Linked DNA regions of Mus musculus: all the other regions are linked to region 3. Evidence: chromatin contacts called from public Hi-C and HiCAR-type data. All regions are on one chromosome and are shown on one strand. The core of a region is the stretch at or near the end of the contact, and the rest is flanking DNA. Distances in the headings are between cores, read along the strand shown. Region 1 has its middle 4.6 kb from the start of Gm33597. Region 2 overlaps Bnc2 (basonuclin 2). Region 3 holds the start of Bnc2 (basonuclin 2). Region 4 has its middle 27 kb from the start of Gm33597. Region 5 overlaps Gm33597 (a long non-coding RNA gene).

The links. Hi-C and Micro-C count contacts between places; a contact is called where the count stands out from the background. HiCAR-type assays count read pairs that join an accessible place to other places.
Region 1: a HiCAR-type map of embryonic stem cells shows a contact between it and region 3, with 5 times the contacts expected there. The contact joins the enhancer-like site here to the promoter of Bnc2 in region 3. A contact is called at or near these places in 8 of 39 promoter capture datasets (the 3T3-L1 cell line, 3T3-L1-derived adipocytes, cranial neural crest and 3 more), 11 of 484 Hi-C or Micro-C datasets (all in embryonic stem cells), 9 of 115 datasets of contacts at active chromatin or transcription factors (all in embryonic stem cells) and 2 of 9 other capture datasets (adipose tissue and embryonic stem cells).
Region 2: a Hi-C map of uterus shows a contact between it and region 3, with 7 times the contacts expected there. The contact joins the enhancer-like site here to the promoter of Bnc2 in region 3. A contact is called at or near these places in 9 of 39 promoter capture datasets (the 3T3-L1 cell line, cranial neural crest, embryonic stem cells and 4 more), 8 of 484 Hi-C or Micro-C datasets (the 3T3-L1 cell line, uterus and ventricular fibroblasts), 4 of 115 datasets of contacts at active chromatin or transcription factors (embryonic stem cells, fibro-adipogenic progenitors and stem cell-derived neural progenitor cells) and 1 of 9 other capture datasets (adipose tissue).
Region 4: a Hi-C map of uterus shows a contact between it and region 3, with 2.8 times the contacts expected there. The contact joins the enhancer-like site here to the promoter of Bnc2 in region 3. A contact is called at or near these places in 5 of 39 promoter capture datasets (the 3T3-L1 cell line, embryonic stem cells, hippocampal neurons and 2 more), 1 of 15 datasets of contacts at CTCF or cohesin (the NIH/3T3 cell line), 2 of 484 Hi-C or Micro-C datasets (embryonic stem cells and uterus), 2 of 115 datasets of contacts at active chromatin or transcription factors (both in embryonic stem cells) and 2 of 9 other capture datasets (adipose tissue and embryonic stem cells).
Region 5: a Hi-C map of muscle stem cells shows a contact between it and region 3, with 4 times the contacts expected there. The contact joins the enhancer-like site here to the promoter of Bnc2 in region 3. A contact is called at or near these places in 12 of 39 promoter capture datasets (the 3T3-L1 cell line, 3T3-L1-derived adipocytes, cranial neural crest and 5 more), 5 of 484 Hi-C or Micro-C datasets (adipose-derived mesenchymal stem cells, embryonic fibroblasts, muscle stem cells and 2 more), 1 of 115 datasets of contacts at active chromatin or transcription factors (fibro-adipogenic progenitors) and 2 of 9 other capture datasets (adipose tissue and embryonic stem cells).

What each region holds. Positions count from the first base shown.
Region 1 is chr4:84,223,385-84,227,368 of GRCm38.p6, reverse strand. No RefSeq gene overlaps it. Among named protein-coding and RNA genes, the nearest start is that of Gm33597, 4.6 kb to the right of the region's middle. Within about 2 kb of position 2,623, at least 5 of the 459 cell types and tissues checked have an H3K27ac peak or open chromatin away from gene starts, as enhancers often do. A contact at or near this core is called in embryonic stem cells, where this site is marked.
Region 2 is chr4:84,350,362-84,354,590 of GRCm38.p6, reverse strand. All of the region lies in intron 5 of Bnc2 (basonuclin 2), which reads left to right. Among named protein-coding and RNA genes, the nearest start is that of Gm33597, 130 kb to the right of the region's middle. Within about 2 kb of position 1,755, at least 6 of the 459 cell types and tissues checked have an H3K27ac peak or open chromatin away from gene starts, as enhancers often do. A contact at or near this core is called in uterus, where this site is marked.
Region 3 is chr4:84,672,351-84,676,756 of GRCm38.p6, reverse strand. Bnc2 (basonuclin 2) reads left to right here and starts at 1,354. Exons shown (of 7, transcript NM_001369083.1): 1 at 1,354-1,782. The coding sequence starts at 1,780.
Region 4 is chr4:84,245,263-84,249,540 of GRCm38.p6, reverse strand. No RefSeq gene overlaps it. Among named protein-coding and RNA genes, the nearest start is that of Gm33597, 27 kb to the right of the region's middle. Within about 2 kb of position 1,685, at least 7 of the 459 cell types and tissues checked have an H3K27ac peak or open chromatin away from gene starts, as enhancers often do. A contact at or near this core is called in uterus, where this site is marked.
Region 5 is chr4:84,200,165-84,204,356 of GRCm38.p6, reverse strand. The region is part of intron 5 of Gm33597 (a long non-coding RNA gene); the gene reads left to right. Among named protein-coding and RNA genes, the nearest start is that of Gm33597, 18 kb to the left of the region's middle. Within about 2 kb of position 1,931, at least 72 of the 459 cell types and tissues checked have an H3K27ac peak or open chromatin away from gene starts, as enhancers often do. A contact at or near this core is called in adipose-derived mesenchymal stem cells, embryonic fibroblasts, fibro-adipogenic progenitors and 3 more, where this site is marked.

The DNA of each region.
Region 1 (3,984 bases), core at 1,374-3,873, 450 kb after region 3:
AAGATTGCTTTGCAGCAGAGGACAGCTGGAATTTTTTCTTTCTAGGCAATGTATTACCATCCAATTTCAAAAATTTCCCATATGTCAGGGATCTTCACCTTGCCCACTTTGATAGCTAGAGTCTCCATCTCTAGAAGCCCATAGTAGGTGTCTAATAAATATTTGCAGAATTTACCACATAAATCAAATACTACTGTATTATGAGGGTTGATTTTCTGGCCACTTTGCTTCCTTCTAAGCCATGAGCTTCCTATCCTTGAAGCATCCATTTACTGTTGATAAATGGCTGGTAGAGTCCTAAGAGATCTATATATGTGATGCTTTATTAAAGAGAAACTTGACTACATTACTTGTGGAATTTTGGTTGGCTAAAAGATGGGGCAATGAGCAATAAATACTTCTACCTTCTAAAAACTGGGGCCAGCACCTAATAAGAGATGGCTAAAATTATGACTCTTTCCTGAATCTCCTGTCCATTTTTATGTCCAGCTTGTATCTGAGAAAGTCAGAGAGTCGCTGCGGATTCATGAGTCAGGGTTTGGAAACTCCACCAATGCAGCAGGAGTTCCCTGAATCTCCACTCGACCACTTGGAGGCTGGAGGAGCTTGGTCAGATCACTCAGCCACTACACTTTCATTTACTTGCTTGCCAATGGGAGGAATATTGAGAATCAAATGGATTATATGTAAATTTCTTAGAACAGTGTTCAGCCCATGGTAAGAGCTTGAGTCAGCTAATATAAGTTTCACTGAAAAGAACTTGCATGAGAATTATGCTTCCATACCTCCATACTAGAACATACTTTCACATGGAAATACTTCCATGGTGGGAAAAATCCAAGTTTGAGGTTCCTAAAGAAGGATTGACTGGGCATGTACATCCCCCCAACCCTATTCTCTAGCCAATGGTTGGACAGAGAAATGTCTAGCGCTTCGCTGACATACTTAGTGGTGCATGTGGTAAAGAAATTCTCAGCCAATGAAATGTCAATACATGGATGCATCAAGACCGAAAAGTTCTAAGAAGATGGACAGGCAGAAAGGACAGAATGAGGGGGTGGGCTGTAGTGGAGACCTCAAGCTGGGAAGTGAGGATGGTAAGCTATTGAGCTCCTTGGGAGTGCTAAGAGTACAGCCCAGTTGGGACCCTGTCCAAGAGGAGGGCCTTGCTAGAGTGATGTGGAGGATGCACCTCCGTGCCTATGCGGCCAGGCTGAAGATGTCTGACAGAGAGCCACATACAGATATTGGCAGTATCAGCTAAATAGGCTATTCGGATTCATGTTATAGGTGGAATATTTAGATCTTTCTCAAGTTCACATGCTAAATTTTAACCCACGATGGAATAGTATTAAGATACAGGGCTTTTAGAAGCTGATTGGGCCTCATGAATGGGATTGATGCTTATATAAAAGGGCTGCTGCTGGGCTCTCTCTCAACTTCTGAGTGAAAACCCAGGAAGAGGACACCCAGGGAGGCGGGAAGCAGGGTTACAGAGTTTGTTTAGCACTGTGCTGGGGAAGGAGAAGCTTTAGTGTTAGGATGAGCTCAACCTGTCTTTTCTTAATTTCTGAAAGAGGCTGGTGATGCTCTTGGCTCAACCTGAGTCACCCTCCCAGGAGCGAGGTGTGTACAAAGTGGGAAAACAGGAAGGCTGCCACTGCAGCATCTTCTGATCTATCAACATTAGCCCACTTCCCCTCGTAGCCATTTTTAGTGGTAACTTGTTATATTCTTATCTTGTGTGTGTGTGTGTGTGTGTGTGTGTGTGTGTGTGTGTGTGCGCGCGCGCACGCGCTCGCGTGGGATGGTGGTGGTGGTGGTGGGTGGTAAAAGTTACCCAGTTTGCCGAGAGTGTCACATGCAGTAAAGGGAGAGCAGGAGTTCAGTTCTGTGACAACAGAGAGAAGAGTTAAGCTTTCTTGGGAGGTTGCTCCTTCCCAACCTTTTGCATCTTAGTATTGTCCCTATCTGCAGCATACACCAACCCTATCAGGTTACATGTCCCTGTCTATGACCTTAGAAGATTTCATTTTCCAAAAGAAACGCACCATAGTCCCATAAGCCTTATCACACTAGCAGAGGAGAGAAGGGAAGTTATACTTCTCAGTAGCCCTTCTTGGTTTCTTCTGAACCACCAGTCACCTGGGCCCATTGTAGGTAAGAAGATGCCCTGGAAGAATCCAAAAAGGGAGATCAAATAATTGATTCCTGATAGAGTGCCAAGCTTCAAAAAGCACATCTACCCTTGACAGTTCTCTTAAGATCTCAGCAGAGCAAAATTATTTGGCATCAGGAAATACCAATGACCCCAAGGACCTAAATAAAGTAGCAAGCACTTCTTTGTCTGTTTCCTTTCTTTCTCTCTATCAGATGCCATTGAGTGGGATGGGAGAGAGTCCCCCATGATTGCCTCAGGGAGGGAGTGTGGCGTTTATAACTTTCTTTCTTCAAGATTAGTAGATTGCACAGGAAGGGGAAAGAGAGAGAAGGCAGAGCCGGTGTCTAACTGTGAACAGAAAGGAGCTAGGGTTCCCAACACCCTTGGCTTGGGTGTGGGCCCTACTTACTTTTGACCACGGGTGTGTCTGATGTTCTGGGAATTCACATTATTTCAAACAAAAGCTTAAAGCCACACACTGAGAGGGTGGTCTCTGGAGGTTTAAGAAGAGCTGCTCAATTGCCCTGAGCTGCTCCCAGGAAAGCTGCTTCCTGGTTTCATTTGCTCTTCACAGAGCATTTTCACCCGCGACCTTTCATTAGACCCACACAACAACCACCCTGCCTCATACATGGAAAAGATCATTTCTCGGAGTTCTCAGAGCCTTGCTGCTGCCATTAAAATACTTGCCTGGGGTCAAATAGCTAGAGGTGAAGGCACCTACTGGAAATCTGACTCCGTTCTGCTCCACACCCGGTTTCTCCAGTAGGGTGGCCAGCTTTGGACCACTTCCAAGGTCACCCCTAGTTCTTCATCACAACTGGTGCTGGGACTGTAACCCCATTTCCTCTGAATGAGGAGTCTAATCAGTGGGAAAGCAGAATGAAGTTTGTTTTTTCTTTATATGCCTTCCTTACTTTCTTCTCCCATTGTAGTAGACCTAAGACTTTGACACAGCCATGCTCTACCCAGGGATGTAGTATCAGGAAGTATTCAAAAGTGATACCACTTAGGAAGAACATTATTTAGGGTGTTGATCTAGAGATAGGTGCCTGCCATATCGTTCTGAAAGGGGCACATTGAAATGAGCCTGAAGGCATCCTTTAGAGTAAGAATATATTCAATCAGTGCAATAGTTTCGAGATTTTAACTCACATAATGGAGTGGCATTAAACGGCATAGAAAGATGGTCACAATCCATTGTTAAATAAGCAAAATAGTTCATTAAAAGGTATGTGAAGATTTCCTCATGTTACAACCTTAAAAAATATTTTCGCAGATATGTCAACAAATTCCCAGATAGTTACATACCAAAACAGCAATGCTAGCTATCTCCAGCTGGGATGATTCTGGTTGATTTTCATTTCCCTCATGGATTATCTATATTCCAAAACAGCCCACATTTAATGAGAATTGTTTGGTTTGGTTTGGTCTGGTTTGTTCTTGTTCTTGGTGGTGTTTTGTTTGTTTGCTTGTTTGTTTGTTTTGTTTTCTCCCCGAGACAGGGTTCCTCTGTGCAGCCTTGGCTGTCCTGGAACTCAGGCTGTAGACCAGGCTGCCATCAAACTCAGAGGTTGACCTGCCTCTGCCTCCTGAGTGCTGGGATTAAAGACATGCACCGCTACTGCACAGTGGAAATTGATTTTGTAGTGTGAAAAAAGTTCTATAGGATTGGTAGCAAATGATTGGTTGTGCATTCTGACCACTCATATTCATTTGCTTTTATGTCTGTGTTAAATGCCAGGCACTACAAGTGTCGGCCTTGTGTTCATCTCGGCGTATGATTCTCCAGCCACTGTCCATTTCCGGGACTCATGGGGTTG
Region 2 (4,229 bases), core at 506-3,005, 320 kb after region 3:
GTGAATACACTGTGTCAGCATCATCCCACTTTACAAGTTAGGAAACTGAGGCAAAAAAAAAAAGATCTTCTTAGTTTTATTACACACATTGTTGGCTTAAAATTATTCATGATGCTTTACTGATCATGCGGACCACTTTAAAACCTTCCTGGCATGTATGGAACAACTCTTAATGAAAGAAAGTCATGAATTGGGAAAAGAGCACGGAAGGCTCTATTGGAGGGTTTAGAGGGAGGGAAGGGAACAGGAAATGATGTATAATTATAACCTCAAAACATTTAAGAAAAAAAATGTTTTTTAAGCTGTACAGTTTCTTTTACCAAACATTGAAGTGTCAGAGTTTTAAACTGCTTAGTTCTGTTTGAGAGCATAAAGGTTATTTCAATAATCTGGTGTTCAAATACCTTGGTAGAATTTCATTTTCTTCAAGGAAGGAGGAAATGTGGCTATGGAGGGGGAATCTGAGTGTCAAATCTTCTTCATGAGAAGGTGCCCATTCTTGTGCACATCACTAGATGGGTGTAAACAGAAGCGGGAGTAGGTCCCACATTAGTCTCTGCTTCTATTAGCATCAGTATCCTAAATATCCAGTGTGAGTTTTGTGGCGAGTACTTTTGGTGGAATTTGAATTGAACTCTGTAATGTGTGATTGGCTGTGTGATGTGGACACAGGAACATACAAGCTTTGTGGTGGAAAGCTTGTGCTGATGGCAGTGAGGTGGCATTGGAGGATACTGTCAGTCAGAGGTGGCATTTTTTGGGTGCTATGGGTTCAGATACCTCTTGCTTACCTTAGCAGGAGAAGGACTTGCGTTTCCTGCTGATGGGGTTTGGTTGAAAGCAAATCTAGCACCTTCCATTAGCATTTTTGAAAATGCTTTTTTGTTAAGTGAAGGGACTGATACTTCCTAGTGTTGTCTTCGTTGGTCTTTTTTTGTTTGTTTGTTTGTTTGTAGTTTTGGGTTTTATTGTTTGGTTGGCTGGTTGGTTAAGTTTTGGTGACAGATGGGTAGGTCTTACATTGGATCATCTGGAAGAAAGTATGATAATATTAGGCTCATGAAGAAATATAGCCATTCTCCCAAATTAAAGAAAGGCAAAGCACAGCTTGAGTGGGTAAGTGAGGTTTGCAGCTCTGTCACATGAGCATCGAATGTGACCGATGGCAGTAAGTCACCCAGGATTATATCCATTACTCAGTCAAACAATCTGATAACATTTGTAGAGCAGTTTGTTTACCTGGAAATTACCCTTGCACATTCTCCAGTCTGCAGTGCAATTTCTGACCTAGGATAAAAAGAAATTAATCCAGTTATAGTCCTTGTATTTAGAGATCTGGTGCAAACATCTCATTCTGAGCTCTACAGGTACAGTGTTATCCTGGTTTAGCGGCTGATACACTAAATGTTAGCATTAGTACAAGAAGAAAGGAGCATCAAAGGATGTTAGGGCCCCCTAGACTTCTTGCCTTTTATCACCTAGCTTTAATTTTCTAATGGTGGGCTAAATGGACCTCCTTGCTCTCATCTTCAAAAGGAAATTCTCCTTCTTGGTAGCAGCACCTCTAGGCAAAGGACCAAAAGGACAGAAAAGGAACCAGGATGAAGGCCTAGAAGGAGGCCCCTCTACCCAGTAAGGAAGTTGCATGTTTTTCTTATGTAAAGATGATTGATGATCTGTGGAAAATAAGAGTGGGCATTAAGGCAGCTTTCCTTACGACAGCTTGAGTGAGTGTGTGGCCAGAGCTTTCTTGATTAACAAAGGTCTTCCTGACCTTGGCAGTGACTCATAGCCTTGCAGGGATGAACAGTTCCTGAACAGTTCCTCCGGCATCAGAAGCACAAACAGGTCTTTTCAGCCATTTGTTAGAGAACAGTGGAGAAAGTGGTCTAAACTTCTTAGGACCTGAAAACAGAAGAGAGTATTGGAATCATCTCCATGCATGCTCAGTGTAGTTTCAGACTCTGAAATACAGGGCTGACCAGTTTAGGGGAGAAGCTTAAAACTAGGTCACCTGTTTATCAGAAATACATAAAATGGTTTTCCATATTTCTGAGGTTGAAGGTAGATGATGTTTTACTGAGTTTTACAACATCTTTTGTAAAATACCAAATACTGTTGCTTTCTCGGGCTAGATAACAGCATTTCTACTTTCTTGGCTAGAAATTTGACAGTACTTAGAGCCCCAGAGATGTTGACAGCCTATAGAGTGAATGTTTACCTAGACTGGTGACTTTGACTTATTCTCACTTAAAATTAAAGATCAAACTCATTTTCTATAACTAGGGGATGTACATCCCAGCAGCACACAAAGGTTCTGCTGGTCTTATTTTCTTTATAATTATTGAAGGGAGGGAAGGAAGGACGGAGAGGGAGAGAGAGAGAGAAACCTTTCATGGTTTACCTCAGATTTCCAGGTCTTTACTCTCTCAGCCTGGCCTGAGTCTACTATGTAAAAAGTAAGTAAATGAATAAAAACAAAAACGTTAGGAAACATTATAAGGTGGTATGCATTTGACATATGTCTGGTATCAGTGTTATTGAAACCTTTTGTAGAGCTCTGTGTGTATACACATGTGCAGTATGGTGTACTTGCTACTTAACATTAGAGACAGTGTTAAGACCCATGCCTTTGTGTTCTGAAGACCAGTTTCCCTGGGGAAAGTGGATGCGGTATATTTGCACAGCAATGAGTAGAAATACAGGTTACAACTTTAGGTGTAATGCTAAAGTTGACTTTAGTATTGAGGTGATATGTAAGAGAAGATACCCAGGCTAAGTATCTTCCTTTGTGAGATTTAGGCTGGAAGTAGAGATGGGCAGTGATGAATACAGATCAAGTAGACATTTGAGATACAGTTTAAATTTGCTGAACATCCAGAGCAGAAGTTGAAGAAAAGTATACAGTGCGGATAGCTAGCTCAGTATTCAGTGTTTGAACATGCACTTGGGCATAATGAACCAATAAATACTGAGAGTAGCACAGAATGATAGAATGATAAATTTGTGACTGGAATATTTTATGTATCAAGAAATGAGAGGGATTTCCTTCCTCTATCCAGGCGTCAGAGAACAAAACAGAGTGGGTGGTGTTCGGAATGTCTTACAGTGAAAAATTAACAAAAAATAAGCTTTGTTCCAAATGTTCATGACAAGAGGTAGACAGACCTGTGCTTCTTTGTGGTTTTGTACAGGTGACATGCCCTTCATCCAAAATGATTAGGGCCACAATGTTTGCAATTTAATTTTTTTTTTTAAATTTTGGAATATTTGCATCTTTGCCTTTTCCACTTAAGCATCCCTAATTCAAAGATCTTAAATCTGATTTCTTTCCAGATCCCCAAATTAGCATCATCAAATAGTTTCAGACTCTAGATTTAACGAAGAGAGGCTCAGTCTATAATAATAAAAGACTGTTCAGCTTTGTTATAAAATTACTGCTTTGCTTTGCTGAGTTCTTAGTTTAGCCTCGGATAAGTATAAGATCCTCAGTTGTTTTTATGACTCCCGTCATTGTATAAGAACAGACCATTTCTATACCCACTCTTGTTTACTGTGAGCCTGCTATGAGGAATTCATTGACTAGCAGACAAGTGCCACTGCCTTCAAGTGGAGGTCTATGACCAACTGCACTGCTGGATAGACAGTGACAAGTACTTAGTAGAAAGCACTGCAGACATTAGGGAAGAGATGAGACTTTTCCTTTCCAGGAGATCTGGAAAGCTCTATTGAGAATTTTTTCTTGGATCTCCTCTAGCAGGAGTAGGTAAAATTTCAACTTGCCAGATGGCATGGGTGCAGAAAACCTGAAGACGTGTAACAAACAAGACAGTTTGCCTTCAGTGTAGCTTAGGAAGAGTCCTAGGAAAGAAGCTAGTTATAGCTTGGACTTTGCTTGATAAATGAAGATCGTCCTAAATGCCGTTTGAGGTCTCTCCAGAGCCTGTGGGTGGCCTGTCTATTCTCATGTTAGTATTTATGTGGCTTTTCTAAAAAGTTTGTGAAATTCAGCATAACTCTTTAACCTACACTTGACTGTTTTAAAGGTAAAAACTTTTCCTGCCATTTTCTTCCAAGTTTTAATGGGAAAAGTTTATGATCAATTTTTAAAAGATTTTGTGGACCAGAACCATGCCAGTTTCTTCCACTGGGTTTCCAAACTCCATTTCTTACCACACAAACATGAAGAGGGCCGGCAGCAGCCACGGGTGAGCTGAAAGTGTTTCTGT
Region 3 (4,406 bases), core at 105-2,604:
CATAGAATCGACAGATTCTGAAGTGACTACCAATCTGCTTTGCATGGGCCTAGGAGGAGTCAGGAATTTGAACCCAACTAGTACAAGGAACTGCAGGTGCTGGTGGCCCTAATGTTTAAAAAAAAAAGAAAAAAAAAAAAAGGCTGGATCCACGTGGATAAGCTAACTCACATTCTCAGGCCAGCTGTTGCTACTTGGGATCTAGTCAGCCATGGATCCTGAAAAAAAAATTAAGCTTAACCATTGTGAATATACATTAAACTTATGACGGTGTGTGTATGTGTGTGAGTGTGTCCTAAATTCCAAGTCTACATATTTTCGGAGGAATTTAATTCTGACCTCTGAATGAAATTATGAGGCTTCTCCCTCTGCTTGGGGAAAGAGAGAATGGAAGGAGGGACGAGTTACTCTTTTCAGGAAGAAACAGTAATCAAACCTGTTTTCAGCCAACCAAATCTTCCGCAGGATTCTCTGATTTCTTAGAGCTCAAGAGTGTGCTAGAAACCTGTGCTTTCCTCCCGAGACAGATAAGCAAAAAGTTTGCTCTAGCGATGATAAATCTGCACGAGGCGGAGACGGTTTTGGCACACGGTGTACATTAGAAAGATGAGGATGATTAAGTCTCCCCCCTCCCCCCCGAATCTTGCAGCCCGACTGTGTTTTGCTTCCATTTAAGAAGTGTCCTTCAACCGCTGGCGGCTGCGTGCCGAGCCTGCCGCCGGCAACCCGTGTCTTAAAGCAGGGCAACTCGGGTCGTCTGAGTGTCACCCCACACGTGTGACTGGTGTCCGTCGCGGGCGCCCGCTAGGGTGGCAGTCTCCTTCCTCTCCCCCGCCAGCTGCAGCTCCAGGCCCAGACCTAGAAGGGGAAGGAAGCCCTGGCCGCAAGCCGCCGTCTGGGCCGGCACCAAAGCCGCCGCTCCCAGAAACTTTTCGCCCCTAGCTGTGCGCAACTTTCTGCCCCGGGTCCCCGGGCGCGTCACGGTCCCCGGGCTTCCCCTGCCTTCACTCCGGCGCCGCCCAAGGCAGACCAGAGCCGGGCCGAGCAGACCGAGAGTGGGAGAAGCCCGGAGCGGAGGCGCTGCGCCGCAGTCGGAATAAAGTTCGCGCCCGGTGCTCGGCGGCGGCTCGCAGCCTTCCCTCTCCCCTCCCGGCTCCTCGCATTTTTCCCCCTTGTTGACAGCTGGGCGCTGGCCGCCACCTCCACTTCCACGCCCGCACCCCCCGGGGGGCGCCAAAGTTGTTTTTCCATCCACGGAAGAGGGGGTGTGTGTCTAGCGAGGTGGGGGTGGGGGAGGGCTAGACATCCTCCCCGAAGCCCCTAGAAAAGCTTGAGGACAACAACAAAACAGGCGGCGAACACCCTAGTCCGGACAGTTGCGCCGGGAGCAGAAACTTGTGCCGGCGCGGCCACCGGTCCCCCCCGCGCCGCCGCGCGCACCCCGCCTCGCCAGCAGCCCCCCTCCCGGACAGTCCGTTCCCTTTTTTTCTTTTCTCCCTCTGCCCGGGGAGGAGCGGGACAACTCGGAGCGCCGGCTCGAGGGAGCGAGCGCGACCCTGGGCGCGGGTGTAAATCAGTCACCTGAGCGCCGAGGGGCCGCGGCGAGGGCGCGCGCGGGCGGGTGGGGAGTGGCGCGGGCGGCGAGCGCGGCCCGGAGCGGCCGGGCGGGGGAGGGAGCAGGCCGAGCGGCGAGCTGAGGCGGCCGAGGGGCTGGTCCAGGCGCGGCCGCTAAGAGGAGACCAAGAGGCGGGGGCTGCACTTGACAACCAGCATGCCGAGATGGTAAGAAGTTTCCACCTCCTCTCCGCTTGCGTCTGCACTTGGTAGGGACAGACCCGGGCGGGACGCCCCGGGGCCGCGGCGGGCCGCGTTCTCCTCTAGCGCCGCGGCGTGAGGAGGCGGGCAGCCGGCGGCGCTCCCGAAATCCACCCCCCACTCCCCCAACTTGGCCCCAAGTTCTCGAGGCGGCTGCGGGAGGGCGAGCGGGCGGGCAGGCGGACGGGAGCGAGGGCTCCCCGCGCCTTAGGTGAGCGGCGGCCAGTCGGGGACTCTGGGGACCGGGGAGCCCTCGGGGAGGGCGCGGGACACGGGGACCCGGGATGCACGGGGCTGCCGGGACCCGCGGCAACTTTCCCAACTTGCCGGCCTGTTGAGAGCCCTGAGCGGCGGCTGGGCATGGGTGCCGGGGCGCGGCCCGCGGCCCGCGTGGGGACCGCAGCGATGCCCGCGCGGCTGCGGAGGACGCGGACGCGGCCAGTCAAATCCCGCTAGACAGACACGTGTGTGCTTTCCCGAAGTGCGGTTCTGAAGCAGCCGGCCCACTGCGCTTACACGCCGACTGGACGGTGGGATTTGAGACCTGAAAGGGGGGCAGAATTTAAAAACATATATATATATATACAGTAGTGGTGGAGCTCAGGACAAAACTAGACGGAATCTCCCGTGGGATGAGGCGAAGATTAAAACAAAACAAAACTTGTAAGTGCCAAGTGGTGGTGGAAAAGGGATGGCACAGCGCAGGGGGACTCCAGCCCAGTCCCTGGAAGGGACGGCTTCTCTGCAGCGAGGAAGCAGGCAATTAGTTCACCCAGTGATGAGCCTCACTGTCTGCTTTCGGGAAGTCATTTGTTAGAAATGGGGCTTGACCACTCTTTTTTTCTTGGAGTTCCCTACCACCCAGTGTCGCTGTTGTTAGCCCCACTTGGGGGCTCTGATACAAAGTGGGCCCTATGTACATGGGATGTATAAGAAACGGGGTGATAGCAGGTTGACATTTTTTTTTCCTCTTCCCTTCCCCCTGATGTGACATCTCTTGTTTCAGAGATCAAAGTCACAACTGGAATGTAGGAGATGGTACTGTCAAATGCAGACATACACACATACAAAATGCACCCAGGACTGCGGTTACAGTAATGCTGACAGAAATTAAAGAGGTTTTGAAAGCAGCGTGCGATTTATGATGCTTCCCATTTACCCTAGAGTCAAGCTGTTGTAAAACTGATGTACAAAAGACATCATAAAATAATCCTGTGTATCCAGGATTAAAGTGGCAGAAAGTGGCCTGTTTTATTAATTTTTATGTACTTCGTGAACATTTGTAGTTGTTGGATCCTGTGTTAATGGAGGGATCAAAACAAAGTATGAAATATATCTCCTTAGAGCTGGAGAGTTTCTTGTAACGGCATTTTACAGAACATTATTAAAGCCAGTTGCACGCCTTTTCTTCCCCTGGCTAGTATTACTATTTGTCTACAGATCTATTCCCATATACTAATCACTGAGCGGTGGCTGAGTCCATTTGTCTCCCGCTGTTTTGTATTCTGCCTGTTTAGGTGGTTTCATGCCCAGACACACATGCTTTAGGTGGACTTTATTTCTGACACTAAGTATTTCTGCTCGGAAGTTTTCCTCTAGTACCAATCCTTGTCTAAGTTTGAGAGAACTTCCTTTTACTCTTTGGAATCATGCACACGAGAATCCTTTGTGAGCCCTTAAAGGCTCTGTACTTTATATGATATTTGTAGCCGTTTCCTTTAAACTTGTTCAGTTTTAATGAAGTTCTGAGTTGTAGGTACTCTTTCTGTTCCCAGAGAGCAGTGGATTTAAAATCCAGATTGCTAATTACTTTACCAAAGCATAGGAATATCTTCACCTGAGGGAAGGACTAGCAAACCTGAATCTGAACTTTGTATAGAAGATCTTTCTGGAGGCATGTCTGAAATGCCCTGACACCCCCCCCCCCATCCACTGAGAATATTCAGTTGGGTTTGCATGTAAAAACTTTGGGTAAAAACTAACCTCATGTGATTTTTGAAAATATTGAGGAAATATTAATAGCAATAGTGCATTGCTAATACCTGATTCTTCCTTTTCTGCCTGAGACGTAAGTTATCTGTCAGGCAGGAATATGTGATTACAGAAAGGAGCAGACAAAAGCAGGGCTGACTGTTGCTATATTAAAATGTAAGTGTTACAGTTTGAATTTTCAAGTGAGAGTTTCTGAGTTCAGTGCTTTACATAACATTTTGTCCTAATCTTGCTTGCTGTCAGGGATGTTTCATGGTTGTGCAATTGCTGCAGTCAAGAATGCCAATTTGCATTCCACGACTGTCGTTTGATTACTTTTATCTGCGAAGCTCCAAGACCGGCCCAGACCTCTCGTTTCATCTTGCCATGTCACGAGTCAATGCTGTGTCGTCTTTTCAAAAATCTGCCTGATTTAGACAAGAAAGAAAAGTACTTTCATGTTGCAGCCGCAGTCCCCTGCTAACTTGTCAGCAGCAGGATATGATTCACTTGGGCCCAGAAGAATGGAACAGAGAGGCGGGTTAGACGGTTCAATAAAGCCCACGGACAGGTAGTGTGTGACGTCCCCAGAGAGCTGCAGTTAATGAAGAACAGGTCTG
Region 4 (4,278 bases), core at 436-2,935, 430 kb after region 3:
CAAACAATGTTAGTTCTTTTAATCAATGAAGTCTTATTCCTGATGTCTTCTTTTTCCATGTCTGATTTTTTTTATCCATTTGCTATTTATTAATGACATGCTTGGAATTGTTCTGGTCCCCAGCAGTACTGAACTGCATGACCAGCGCCCTGTGACTTCATGAGCACCTTGCTTGTAGCAGTGTTGGGTGATACCTTCCTCCAGCCATATCTGAATGACCCTCTCTCCAATGCCTGTTCCCAGCTGGCAGGACCACCTTTCAGTCTCTGTACTCTGCTCTTACCTCAATTTCTGGTGTCTTTATGCCAAGACTTGTAGCCTATGGCAGTATATGATCTGGGAGGAAATACCATGGGGGAAACACACTTAAGTGCTTAAAGATGCAAGAAGGCTTCTCAAAGTACCCTCATGGAGTCTGAAAAATCATCAACACTCAAGAAGTAATAAGGAGAAGAAATGTTCATCGTGAACTAAAACATTCCTCACCATCAATCAGAAAGCTATCATCAGATCAGTAGGCATGTAGACCAAATTACTGCACTGACCGGCTTGCTGTCTACATACAGCTTGTAGCCAGACTTGAGTCATTTTACATGAATTAGTTTAAACCAAATTCCAAGGATCCATGAGCACTCTGGTGCTACTGTATCTTCTTTTTTTTTCCATTTTTTATTAGGTATTTAGCTCATTTACATTTCCAATGCTATACCAAAAGTCCCCCATACCCACCCACCCCCACTCCCCTACCCACCCACTCCCCCTTTTTGGCCCTGGCATTCCCCTGTACTGGGGCATATAAAGTTTGCGTGTCCAATGGGCCTCTCTTTCCAGTGATGGCCGACTAGGCCATCTTTTGATACATATGCAGCTAGAGTCAAGAGCTCCGGGGTACTGGTTAGTTCATAATGTTGTTCCACCTATAGGGTTACAGATCCCTTTAGCTTCTTGGGTACTTTCTCTAGCTCCTTCATTGGGGGCCATGTGATCCATCCAATAGCCGACTGTGAGCATCCACTTCTATGTTTGCTAGGCCCAGGCATACTCTGACAAGAGACAGCTATATCAGGGTCCTTTCAGCATAATCTTGCTAGTGTATGCAATGGTGTCAGCATTTGGAAGCTGATTATGGGATGGATCCCCGGGTATGGCAGTCTCTACATGGTCCATCTTTTTATCTCAGCTCCAAACTTTGTCTCTGTACCTCCTTCCAAGGGTGTTTTGTTCCCACTTCTAAGGAGGGGCATAGTGTCCACACTTCAGTCTTCATTTTTCTTGAGTTTCATGTGTTTAGGAAATTGTATCTTATATCTTGGGTCCTTTCCCTATTAACGCTACTGTATCTTCTAATGCTATTTTCCGGTACTGACTAGATGCTCAGCAAGTTGTAGCAACTATCTCTCCAAATTACCTTTCTCTGTGATACCAAAAACCCCTGAAAGGCTGGCCACTTTTTCCGCCAGCTTTCGTGTTTGTCTCCTCAGCACAGAGCCTGATATAGACCCGGCTTTCAGTAAATGTTTGTTAAATGGACAAAGGAGTAAACAAAGGGACAGAAAGATATGAGGAGAGGGATTTGGGGCAGTTCATTCTGACACATCAGCTCTGGGTTCAGTACTCCCTACCCCATAATGCCATAGAGTCATGTCTGTGTGAGGCCAGCACCCCTCCCTCACTGTGCCACATGACAGGGGGCCTTCTCTGATCAGCCTGCTTTGGAAAACTGCTTGCACCTGGCCTAGAAGAACACAATTAAAAGATGCCGTAAAAATTGACAGATCCCCGTGCGAAGAGCTGAAAATACATTACAATTCCGATCGAACTATAAATAAAGCCCCTAAATTAAATAAATCTCACACAATTATGGATTAAAACATGTTTAGTGTTAATGGCCTTGCACATGGACCCTGACTCCTGAAATTGTTGCTGAGGCTGCATGGCTGGGGGATTGCATCATAATTAACACCAGGCCAGCCTTCAAGGAGCTGGCCTGGAGTTCAACTGTGAGCTTCAGGAAGAGAGGAGGAGGCCCCACTTGGGGCCACTGGCTATTTCTGGAAAGACTCTAACTTGGAGATGGCAGTTAGCTCCAAAGACCTGACTCTGGATACAGAGGCATCTGGGTCCTGCCTCCTTAGTACATTTTCTTCTACAAAGGTCCACATGGGCCATGCAAATGGCCCAACACCAGAGAGAATCATGGAAGAAATACTTGGATGTCCGGTTATTTGCTCATTTCTAACTCATTGCTTAGAAGTCCATATTTGGATACAAATAACCAACAATAATATTATATATTTAGATAGAGTTTCCCATAGAAATTCTCAAAACGAATTACTTGACCAAGGAAGTCAGTGCCATTTCAAACCACAGGCAAGGGGGTTCTAAAGTTCAGAATTCCTTACAAGAGGAAAACACGGAGTCAAGGAACTTTATTTCTATTATTATTATTATTATTATTATTATCATTAGAATCTAGCATAGAAAAGCAGCTCCAGTCCTGCACTGGAGCATGGCCCCCTTAGCATGGCCAGGCAGCTGAGAGCAGGGCTCTAGAACCTGGTGGATAGGGTTCCCGGCCGAGCTCTACTGCTTTCTAGGTGCAGATTCCTGTTTCTATGTGCGCATCCCTACGGTGATGAGAATACCACTTGACTGTCTTTAGCTATGCATTCAACGAAATACACAAAGTATTTATAAAATCAGTCAATCAAATGTCTCTGAAAAACATCAGTAGATGGTTTTCATCTGTATTTCCTGAATAACATGGTAGAATAACAAAATAACTGTGTGTGTAGCATTCCTGTGGTTTTTAGGGAGTAGGAGAAATAACCTAGAGATGCTGAAAGTGTAGAGTGAGGATGGATGGGCATAAGTTATTTGAAAAATCAACATTATATATAGATTCAATTTGAGGTTCTTTGGGGGTCCTGTAACTAGTCCCCTTTGGTATTTCTGTTGTCTTACCCAACTCCAAGAGATTCTGGAAGTCAGATCTCCTTAGCTCTGGAAGGGCTGATTAAGAAAGCTGAGCCCCATGGAGGACTGTCTTTCAACAACTAGAAGACACTATCAGATGCCCTGGGATTCTTAGCCAGAAATGGTTGAACCCTTGACTTATCTTCTTACAGTCCTGAGCTAGACTCTTAGAACCATGTTGGTCTCCGCAGATATTTTAGAATGCTCATCTTCTCTGGTCATTTTTTTTTTTTTGCTTAAAAAAACAATTGTCACTGGGTCTCCCTTAGGATAAAGTATAAAGCTCCTTACTGGTGTTTACAAAAGAGGGTAATTGATCCATCTTAATCTCTCCATTTTGCGCCCTGCCTTTCAGTCATATTGATGCTATTTACAGTATCTCACTGTCCGAGCTCTTTGCTCCACCACGGAGTTTGCACACTTTCCTAAGCTCCCAGCTTCCTTCCTATTCTTAGGAAACCTTACCTGGTTGACTTGGAGACTTGAGCTGGATGCTGCATCCAGACAAAGCCTGCCCTGACCTAGCTTGCAGAACGTTGGAGCCCTTCCCAGTGTTTCCTCTGGCTCCTGCTCAGCACGCACTACCCACACTTGGATCTACTGGAGTTGTCCACTTACAGGCTTCTATCTTTCACAGAGCAATAAGCTCTCAGCATCAATGGAATGGGGTTTTATTTCCTTCTTCTCTAAATCCTTGTACATCACAGCCCCTTACTGTGAGTAGCACTCAGGAAACACTCACCAAGTGAATGAATGAGCTGCTCATTCTTGTGTCCCTGCTGCTCTGTGACTGTGGCTTTCAGGTATCACCACAAATGCTTTGCAGGAAGCTCAGGGAGAGAGAAGCATGTATCTTCTTCACCCACTCAATACACGGTGTATATAAGGAGGATGGTTCTGTAGCATAGGCAGGCTTCCTGTCCTGTCCTTCATCCTTTATACCTTCTCCAAAGGCCTCATCGGAATGGGACCGTAGGATGTGTGATCTACAGAAGAATCTTTTGTAATGAATGAACTACACTAAAGTATGGAAAGGTGGCATATAATGTGATTATTCTTATTTATTCCCAAAATAAGAATGCAGAAAGCCCCTCCCCAATGCCAGCAAGCAGGCCAGACATGAGTGCCCTTTAGCTTAGGTGCCTGAGTACAGCCATGTGCTTGTTTGTGGCTAATTTCCATGCAATGGTGACCCAGTTGATTGTCAAACAGTTTGACTAGCAACCCTGGGCAAAACAAGACATGCTTGGACCAATATGTTTTAAGCATAATCTGCCCACCACCCCCATCATAGAAGTAGGA
Region 5 (4,192 bases), core at 682-3,181, 470 kb after region 3:
AAGTCTAACCAGGAAACTCAATGTTTTCATGGATACCTTAGGCACCTAGTATGAGGGTAACTTAATGGAATTTAGTGTGCTTGACTTTAACTGCAGTCCAGTGAGGTCACATGTAGAGTTTTCCTCAGTCTGGCTGTTTGTCATTGTAGTGGCCCACCATATCATCTCTCTCTTCCTCCTCCCCCAATCCCCACCATAGAGAGACTTTGTAAGGACTGCTGTGTCTGGAAGGCATGGCACTCTTCACCATCTGCTTCCATCTTTGGAAGAGGACGTCAACCTGGGCAGGGGATGGAGGACATCTTTGTGTCCTGGGGCTGATTCTGAGGCAGTGCCTTCCTACACCAGCTCTCTTCAATGCCTTGAAAAACCAGGACAGGGAGGCAGAGACAAGAAATGAGTCAGCGGCTTGTGTCCTGTCCTTGCCTCTCCCCTCAACCCCAGGGAGTGAATACCTCAGTTCCCAAACTCTCTGAGTCAGGAAGGTCACCCTGAGGACATCTGCCTGTTTGTCTGAAGCATGCCAAGCAAGAAACAGCTGCTGAGAATAGCCCAGAAGGCATCACTTCCTGTCTGCTTAGGAGACCAGTCCAGGTGCACCCCAACCCTCCTTCCCAACTCCTGCTACACTGGGCAAGAGGCTTTAGAACACAGAAAGGCATTGGCCACCTGATTCCATTCCAGAGACCCAGACCAGGGTCCTGGAGAGGTCCTGCCAGCATCTTCTCCCAGGATGCTAAGCATCAGAATTACCAGAAAGGAGGCAGGGCATGGAACGTCTCAAACCTTGGAGGCACAGGGCACTGGCCCAGTATCCAAATCTGCTTGGACTGTGTCATTGACCTCAGGCAAACCTTTCCACCTTGTTACCCGTTAAGCCCCAGTTTCCTCCTTTCTAATGTGCCCCCACCTCCCTGGCAGAATAAATGTTTCTCTTCCAGGGAGCCGGGAGCATATGATACATAATTTAATCTGGGCACTTCAACTATACTATGGTTGGCTAATTATGTCTCTCTCTCCCTACAGGCCATCAATGTCTTAAGGCAGGAGGCACCTCTCAGTCTCCCCTGGTACCCCTTTTAGCCCTGAGCCTCCATCATCTTGTCTTAGTTGACTGAACACACTGGAGGATTCTACCAGAAACAGCCACATTTCTCACGTCTTAAGATGCCCACATTGCATATCTACCTGCTGCAATGCCTGTGAAGAGACAGTCCCTGCCCCCACGTAGGACCAGAGGACAGTAATTGGAAATGTCCTCTGTGCCACAGATCTCTGTCCCACCCCTCCCACCTACTGCTGCTGAATCATTTTCTATCAATGGCCTAGTAGTGTCCCATTGACCGATGAACCCTGTAGGGCCCAGAATGCATAGCGTCTCTCATGAGCGATCGGGAGGATTTTGTCTGGACTGAAGAGGTGTGCTCGGCAGAGCCGTTCTGAGGGAAGCTTGTGAGGAGTGAGGAGAAGGCAAGGAAATGGCTAGAAGCAGCACTCGCTTCCCAAGATGCTGTGAGAACTGAGGCACGTCATGGGAGCCCTCAGAATTTGTGTCGATCTCCTGTCGAGGCTGACTTGCGATGGCATTCCTTGGCACCGTGGCCTTGAACTGTGAGTGGACAAGGGAAGCTTTGAGGACTATGTGAAGTTGAATTTGAGCATCCCAATGTGACTGTACTTCCTGATAGAATCTTTACAGAGATGATGTTAAATGAGGTGGCAAGGCTGAGGTCTTTAATACTGAGGATTTCTCAGTACATGTGCACAGAGGAAAGGCATCACGAGGGCCCAGGGAGCAGGCAGCCACCTGCAAGTCAGGCTTGGTCACCAGACACAGACCCTATTGCCACCTTGGTCAGACATATAGCTCCAGACTGTGAGAAAACAAACATCTGCTGTTTCAGCTGCCAGGCTGTGGCTGCCTGCTGTGACAACCAAGCTGACTAATAGCATCGGGCCTCTTTGTGAGCACTGCCTGTCATACCCCTGCCCCAGGGGAGGGGCAGAAGTCACAATGCATGGGAAGAGGAGCAGGCTCTATTGAAATGGGGGTTTGTTTATAAGATGTAAAGTGAAGTGAGTGAAGAAGGTACCACTAGCTCTCTCCACAGGCCAGACACAGTGAGAATTTTAACTCCTACTTAGGAATTTTGTAGCATAGTAAGAAAGAGACCCAGTCATGGGAACAATAATCAGATGACTCAATGTTCAGTAGGATGGCCTTGGAGACCAACACGTAGTAGGGCGTACTAGTTTCCAGTACTGGGAGTTCCTGGGAGCCATGAATCAATCTCTCTTTCTCTCTCTCCCCCCTCTCTCTCGTGTGTGTGTGTGTGTGTGTGTGTGTGTGTGTGTGTGTGGTGTGCACTCAGCTCTTGAAGCCAAAATAAGGGCTAGAAGGAATTGACCAGGCTGTAGGCTGCCATGAGCATCCCAAGCCTCTATCTACATCCCCAGAGCAGGACCACTTAGAAGCTGAGGTAGAGACCAAGCCCAGGCGTGCTGCAATGACTCTGTTGGACCCTTGTACCTACTTGCACTCAGGTAGACAGTCTGGGGTGTTTATAGCCTCAAATGTTATGGGGACGTTGCCCTTCATGCAGGTCGCCTGCCTTCCTCCTCTGTACTTGGTCTTCAGCACTGTGTGCCTACCATCCCTCAAACCCTTACTCTTGCTTCATTTTATTTTTATTTTATTTTATTTTATTTTATTTTTAACAAGTGGAGCCAAACTTCTGGTGCTGAGTAGAACTTCCCATGTGAACTGTGGCTCCTTAAATGTGTTTCTCTCCCCTGATAATGTTGGGGGTGTGTGCATTACTAGGTCAGGGACATCAGAAGAAACATTCTGTGGCTTTTCCAGAGACTGGTCTCATCGCTGTTGATCACTTTATGGGTTAGGATTCACCATCTCAACTATGGGCAATATGAACAGTTCCTAACAACCACTTTCTTGTCACAGTGTTAAAATGTGTTTTAAAAACAATCCCAGTTCAGTCTAACAGCAAAGCTTCACACTGCCCCAGTGCTCCAGATGAGCTCTAAGCAGTCGAGGGGGCTGTCGGGAACTTCTTTCTTATTCCCCTTCCCCCTCCTTTGCTACTGCCTGCAGTCCTGGCTTCTTGGAGTGGGGGGAGGGGGGAACGAATGCACATTCTTTCTATGTGATTGGTTGTAGTGTGTCCATGGGAGCCATAGGTGCCCAGGTGGATCCCTCAGGGTCCCCTGCTGTGTCTTTCCTTGGCCTGAGAGACACAGCTCCATTGACATGCTCTAACCTGTCCTAGTCTCTGGGCCACCTCCATCTATTTTGTTGGAGTCACCTTGCCTCTGGCAGGGAGTCCTCTTAGCTGGAGACCTTGTCAAAACCAGATCCAGCTTACAGAAGCTTTGCCTGGCCCATGGGAATCACCTGCTTCCTCTCTTCACGCCGGCTTCTGTCCTGGGCTCACTCAGCTTCCTTGCACTAAGACTACGATCTCTGTAGGACTCATCAGAGCTGAATTCAGCTTCTTCCTATGGGAACCCCCCACATCTGTCGGGAACTGGGGAGCCCCTCTCTCTGCTGCAGAGAAGTCGTGGAGGGTCGCTGGGTGTTTTTCCTCTCAGGGATCATTCCCACAAGTCTATCAGCAGTCCTCTATGCTGAGAGGAGAAAGGGCGGCCTAGGAGAGCACTGTTCTTCAGCTCGCTGCCTCAGGAGTGTGCAGAGGATGTAGCCTCTCGGGCATTTGTAAGTGGCTATCTAAAGGTTGTGTTTTGTTTTTACCACAGCCTTAAACACTCACAAAGTGTGTACTTTCTGGTATGTTGAACCTTTGGTTTAGAAGTTTTTGTTTTTGTTTGTTTGTTTGTTTGTTTGTTTTATCAAAATCCTCTTGTAAAAGTTTTTTTTTTTTTTAAAGAAGGCCTCAAAATGATGATGATGACGATGCTAACCTGCTAAACTGAGACTTCTATTTAAAAAAATGAAATTTGGGCTTTCTCTTTTCATTTTGATTATCCATACTTGTGATGTCCTGGAGACATCTGCATTTTGACCTGAAGATAAGCAGGTGGGCAGACAGGCTGATGGACAGGTGGGAAGGTGGGAGGTAGGCAGACAAGGAGGTGGGCAGGTAGGGGTTGGGCAGGAGGGCAGGCAGAGAGGGTGGGCAGGAGGGCAGGTGGGGAGATGGGCAGGTGGGAGGAA